2 separate regions of the Zea mays genome follow, and region 2 is linked to region 1. The links are chromatin contacts, called in public Hi-C maps. All regions are on one chromosome and are shown on one strand. The core of a region is the stretch at or near the end of the contact, and the rest is flanking DNA. Distances in the headings are between cores, read along the strand shown. Region 1 holds the start of LOC541664 (translation initiation factor 1). Region 2 holds the start of LOC100277476.

Region 1 (3,191 bases), core at 167-2,666:
AATTTCTAAAAATATATCTCCCAATAGAGAGGAATTAGGATCTCCCAAAAACTTTAAATCTTATGTACGACGGTGATTAATATTTTTTTTTGCTAGTGGGATCATTACTCATACGTGTGTATATTACATATGTGTATATATGGCAATAATTAATAAAAAATTTACCTCTTAAAATAATCCTAAATGATCTTAAAATAATTTATTTTGTATTCATTGGTACAATCTACGTCTTTCTTTCGTATACAGCCAATTAAACAGACGCCCGTATAAAATCAACATACGCGGTGGTGCGGACAACAACTTTCCGCCGTCTCATTTGCTGGGCACCGGCCGGGTCTCCGTGTCCGTGACGGTGCACGTTTCAATTCATCGGGGCGGCCCGCGCCCACCCCCGTGCGCCAGCAAACGACGGCACTGGTTACACGGACACGCGTGACGCGTCGGCCGCTGGGTCCGCCCCGCGCATCCCGATCACGGCAAGCAAGCGCGCCCGCCGCTGCGCTGCACGTCCCGCCTCGACGCCACGCCAGACAAGCACGACGCGGAGCCAACGAAAAGCCGAAACGGGGCGCGGGCACGTAGCACGGGTGACGTGCGCGCATGCTCCGACGTCCGGTCCAGTCCCGGCCCCGTCGCCTTCCTCGATGCTCCCGGCGTCCGCCCCACGCCAATCCCCGGTGGGCCCCTTGCATGCGTAGGAAGAGGGACGGGAACGCGATGCCGATGCGGCTGCCGGCTGCACCGCGCCCACGTGAAGGCATGCATCCATCCACACCGGCGAGGAGAAGGAGATCAGGCAGGCCCGCGCGGCGGTGGGCTAAACGCGTTGCCGTCGCGAATCTTCTTCCTCCACTCGCCCCGCTCCGCTATTCGCTAGGGAATGGAATCCGATCCCGTCCGATTACATATAATACAATTATGTTAACTTAATTGCGTCTCATAGGGCTAAACCCTATCTTTGCATCGTCGGATGCTGCTACTATGTGCTATGGGATGACCATTCGCGTACTGTCGGTTGTATGGGTGGGATCCTCTGCGCACGCGTTTCGGTGTCCACGATATAATAGTGGAATACAGTGAACAGTTTGTTCGGTTATTCTACAATTCTATTCTATCAAAAGAACTACTACTGCTAGTACTAGTAGCATCTAAAAAAGGCGGACGGTGTTTTCCTCGTGGCAGGCCACACAGAGGGGCAACCAAAGTCGTTGCCGCAGAAAAAAATAATAATCACAAGCGTTCTACCGGTGGAGGACAACCATTAATCAGCAGGCTTTGGGGCCAAAAGAAACGGAGAGGAGAAAAGCGGGGGCGGCAAGCAACCACGGGCGGAGCTCGGAGCGTCCTCCTCCTCCCGTCTATAAATTCCCCTCCTTTTCTTCCTCCATATATAGGGGCCATCAGATCCAAGAAGAGGGAAGAGCACCAAGGACCTTCGGCGCCCGTTCAGGATCCACATCTTCCCGAGCGAGTTCTTGGTTGACCTCTTCCTCTTCGGACCACCTCCAAGGGTATGCACCCCCACCCCTTCTTCCCCTTTCCCCTTTCCCCCTTTACTTTCTCTCAGGAAATCTGTGATTACTTTTTTGCGTCCTCGTAATTTCGTCCCGGTTTAGCTGTTTATGATCCACTCTGTACTTGTTTTCTTCTTAGAAACCCTTTTGTTCAGTATTATTATTCAAGATTCATTTCTCGACTACGATGGTGCTAGGAAATTAAAATTAGTTGTTTTTCTGAGTATGTGGTAGCCTGCTGAGCTAAATTTGTATCGATCTTGATTTTTTTTAATGATGATCAGCCCTGTCCACGAACAAAAGGTCGCTATCCCCCCCCCCCCCCCCCCCCCCCCCCCCCACACATAGTTTGTAGTCATGTTTGTTTGTTTGTTTTGTTAGATAACGCTTTTCTTGAATTGCGTCTGGATCTTATTATTATGTTTGTTGCTCTGAGGCTGTTAAGTAATTGTAATCAGACTGGGTGCAGTTGCTGGCCCTGAATCCCAACAGTCAGCTTGCTCGGGTCTGAGAGGATTTATGTTGGATAATTTTGGTCATGACTGCACAGAAAGGATTAATCTTGATGGAAATAATTTAGACGAAATCTTTCATGAGATAAAAGCGTGCCATCTTATGGCCCTTGCTTTGTTGATTCTACAGTTATGTGAAGCCAAAGACAGTGACCTAAGCAGATCAAAACTACCAAGGGTGCATCTATAACTGTTCGTTATTTTGTTTGTATCTTGGTTATACAATACAGTAGTGTAAAAAACGAATTGGTGCTCGTTAACTAGTACATGATGCATCTAGTCAGCTTAATTCCTGTTTTGGATGTTGTGTGGTTGATTTGATCATAACTCCTTGTTTGGAATGTGGACCTCATCATTACTTCCCTGACATCTTGTCTAGAATTGAGATGCCTTCATTTAAGCTTTGGACCACTTAATTGAAAGTTATCTGGACTGTAGGAATAAATAGGTGCTGGGAGGAATAATGAGGTAGATTACAATGGTCCCGTAACAATGATAAAAGGCCATTGAGACCTGAATATAGAGATGATCACATGGTGGGGCTTGTGACTGAATTCTTTGACACAGTACAACATTTCATAAGTCTTGGGAAAAGCTATATCATATAGTCTAGATTTCTTAGCTCAGTACAAATTGCTCCTAGATTCTTATGGAAGAATGTCATCAGTCTATTGTTTCATGGGTGTGCACCCATCTGACTCAAATAATATTGTTGTATGGTGTGCACCCCTTTGACTTCAGGAGAAACTTATCCTATATTTTGTAGATGTTTGGGTCTGTGATATGGTTTCCTTTGTCTACACCGAATGTTCTAATTATCTATATCGTTCCTTTGTACAGCTCTTGGTGTAGCTTGCCACTCTCACCAATCAAGTTTTCATGTCTGATCTCGACATTCAGATCCCAACTGCCTTCGGTACGCTAGTTGAAATTGTTTTCTTCTAGTTCAGCTGTCGTCTTTCGGCTGTGATGCCTGGAACACGAACACGTGCGGTTCATTCTAACTAATCTGCATTCACACGTACATACAGATCCCTTCGCTGAGGCCAATGCTGGGGACTCTGGTGCGGCAGCAGGGTCAAAGGACTACGTACACGTGCGCATCCAGCAGCGTAATGGTCGCAAGAGCCTGACCACCGTCCAGGGATTGAAGAAGGAGTTCAGC
Region 2 (3,254 bases), core at 266-2,765, 130 kb before region 1:
ATATTATGGTATCGAGAAATTGTACTAAAAAACTACATTTTTAGAATAGACAACTAATATGCAAACAGATACTAGGTGCAAGCGTGCAAGCAGATTTTTTTTGTTCGTTAGATCCAATGGTAGATACAATTGTAGTTTGTTAAGAAATATTTTATAAAGCTACACTAGGCGGTGGTGGAAGGGTTTAACTGCTAAATATGATATACTGTTGGATCTATATCTTTTTTTTAGATAATGGGAATTGAAAGTTCCCGGCCTTTGTCTCAAAGAGACTACAGCCGAATTATTACATACTTAGATAGGAACATAACTATCTGAAAACTCAGAGAAAAGCAAAACATAGTGCGGCGAAACAAAACTAAAGACAAAGTCTAAATGTATATTCCCATCCATGATGTCTAAAAATATGCGTCACCAACTCCTCCAATCTACGACATGCCTTAATTATTAGTTCTTAATCATCCTGTCTAAGTTGTAGTTGAGCCCAGAAACGGAGCCTATGCGTAGCCCGAAAAACCACCTGCAAAGAAGATTTTATTGGGGCATTATCAAACACTGCATCATTACTACTCAACCAGATTGCCTAACATATAGCCGAAGCTGCTAGAATAAAGGGTTTTCTCATTCTATTATCCAAACCAGTTAACCAAGAACCAAAGATATGTCTAATATTGTTTGGTGGACGAGCACCACATCTGATTCGAACTAAACGCCAAATAAATTTAGCAAGTTGGCAGTGTAAAAAAAGATGATCAATTGTATCATTCTGAGTACAAAAAGAACATTTTGCATTTCCCTTTCAATTACGCTTGAGTAAATTATCTTTGGTAAGTACAACACCAATATGTAAATACCACATGGACATTTTAATCTTCAAAGGTATCTTAGCCTTCCAAATGTCTTTGTGCCACACCACATTGACATTAGTTATTAGCCCCTTGTATATCGAATGAACACTAAAGGATCCGTCCGCCGTCAAGTCCCAACGGGAGCAAAATGTCTAGTTGCACGATTACACATAGTACCTGCTTGCATATTAGTCACCGACTTTAGAATATATTGATATGTAATACATGGTTTGGAAAAAAAAATCTATACAACAAAGTTTTAAAACTCCAAAATGCTATATTCTTAATAATACCATAAATATTTAAAATCATAAAATTTGTTGCATCGAAGTCTTCATGTCACTTTTAAATTACTTTGAACAGAGCTTGGAGAGATTAATCCATATATTTAAATTTGTCACGAACATTAATTTTGAACTACCGCAACTTCCTCTTCCCACCTGAAATAAATCGTCTACCATTTAGTAATAACGCAGCATTAGATCATTGTTTCTTGATTAAGACCTAAACTATATTAATAAACCACCAAAAAAATCAATGGCACCGTACCACTGCACCAGGTACTCAAGAACCGGTTTCGTAGAATCCGCGCGTGACAAGACAAACACCGTTGTAATTTACAAAACGTAACCGGGTGTCCAAGCAAAATCCAGCAGTATATAAAAAGCCGTACTCGCCATCTCCTCGAGACCTCGACCTCCCCTCCCACATGCTCTTCAGTCTTTGGGACTTCACAGGGCACGGCACCAAGAGAGGGGAGAATCTTTCGCCCTGAAAAAGAGCAAAGTTTCAGCCCCCCCCCCCCCCCCCCCCCCCGGTTCCTTCCCCCAACGAACCAGCAGAGATATATCGCAGGGAACAAAACACAAGGAGGCCACCAGCCGTAGCCGACACATGGACACGCAGCAGAGCGTCGTCGCCGCCGCGATCCAGTCCAGAGGCATGGTGGCCGCCGCCGCAAACCACCCCGTGAGTGTGAGTCTCTCTCTCTCTCTCTCTCTCTCTCTCTCTCTCTCTCTCTCTCGCCCCGCGCGGCGCACGTGAACTCGTGAGAGCCACCAACGGTGCGTTTTCCTTGCGAGGAACCGGAGTTGGGAGTGAATTTGGGCTGAATTCTCTTTGTGCGTGCCCAAAGGGGATTTCTCCTCTGGCAGAAACGGCAGCAGCACTGACAGGAGCTTCCGTGTCCGGTTCCTCTTACTTGCAGGTCGTCGCGGCGGGAGACGTTGGCAGCTCGCCCCGCGCCACGTGCGGCGGCTTCGTCGCCCTCGACGTCGGCGCGCTGTCGTCTCTGGCCGGCGACGCCGGCCCACCGGGCACGCCCACCGCGCCGCCGCGGACACCCGTAAGTCCGAGGAAAAAACACGCGTTATTAGCGAGTCGGCCTGGGCAGGCCGGACGCGCCAAATTCCCTTCCGTTGCTTCCAAAGCTGACTGTTCTTCCTCGATCGCGCCCGTGCCGTGAACGCGACAGAAGGTGATGCGGTCGCTGTCGAGGAAGGGCGACAGGAAGCCGGCCGACCCCGACGCCAACGCCAACGCCAACGGCACCGCCGGTACGTCACCACTCCAGACGGTTGCCTTGCCTCTCCTTGGAATCGCGCGCTGAGTGAAATTGATGCAATGGTTATTATTATTTTTTCTCGTGGCTCTCTAGTTTCTTTTTATCTTCTTTGTTTGGCTTGCGTTTATGATTCGCTTAAGCTAGTGTCAGCAGAGGTGACAATTGACAGCGATGTATTAGTATTGCCGATAATTCCAACGACGTATCAAAGAGATGCAAGGGATGATGTATGTATGGTACGTGTGCTGCAGGTGGCGGCGGTAGCGAGCGGCCGCAGCTGTTCGTGCACGTGGCGGCCGGCGAACTCGGGGACGCGCCCGGCAGCGCGCGGCTGGTCGTCCACACGCCGCTGGCCGGCACGCCCGGAAGCAAGTCCCGGCGGTTCGGCAGGCGGCCGGCGCCGTGGCTCGATCCCCGGAGGGTGGTCCTCCTCTTCGCCACGCTGTAAGAAATACAAACTATCCCTTTCGGTCGGCTGTCAGTTCTGACGATTTCATTTTTTTAAATAGAGAGATAGAGAAAAGACAGTCAGCTCAACATGACAAGTTGCAGTAGTACGTCTTACAGTAATTTGTCCGTGCTAGCTTAGTGTCTGCCAAAGTCGCCGTGATTAATACTCCCACATGAACAAGAAGTGAGCCGCCCTCAACAGGCTACGCAGCGACAGTGAACGCTAGTAAATTCCACGGTGTAGCATCTTCAGAGACTGTCAGTAGCGAGCGAGTACATAACCAAATGCATTCCGGTACGATGGCGACGCTCGCGGTTGCATCGCGGCGCAGGACGGACAGCCCAGCCCGCAGGTTTTGTGGGCCCGGTCTCCGTTGCGCCGCAGAACTAGC

The links. A called contact is a pair of places that touch in the nucleus more often than the background predicts.
Region 2: a contact with region 1 is called in a Hi-C map of leaf, with 4 times the contacts expected there. The contact joins the promoter of LOC100277476 here to the promoter of LOC541664 in region 1. A contact is called at or near these places in 5 of 25 Hi-C or Micro-C datasets (bundle sheath, ear, leaf and 1 more).

Annotation. Positions count from the first base shown.
Region 1 is chr7:163,225,830-163,229,020 of Zm-B73-REFERENCE-NAM-5.0, reverse strand. LOC541664 (translation initiation factor 1) reads left to right here and starts at 1,416. Exons shown (of 5, transcript NM_001111417.1): 1 at 1,416-1,511; 2 at 2,867-2,942; 3 at 3,058-3,191. The coding sequence starts at 2,906. It also overlaps a transcript of LOC100381808 not described here.
Region 2 is chr7:163,354,399-163,357,652 of Zm-B73-REFERENCE-NAM-5.0, reverse strand. LOC100277476 reads left to right here and starts at 1,515. Exons shown (of 5, transcript NM_001151024.2): 1 at 1,515-1,823; 2 at 2,056-2,193; 3 at 2,323-2,404; 4 at 2,664-2,856. The coding sequence starts at 1,743.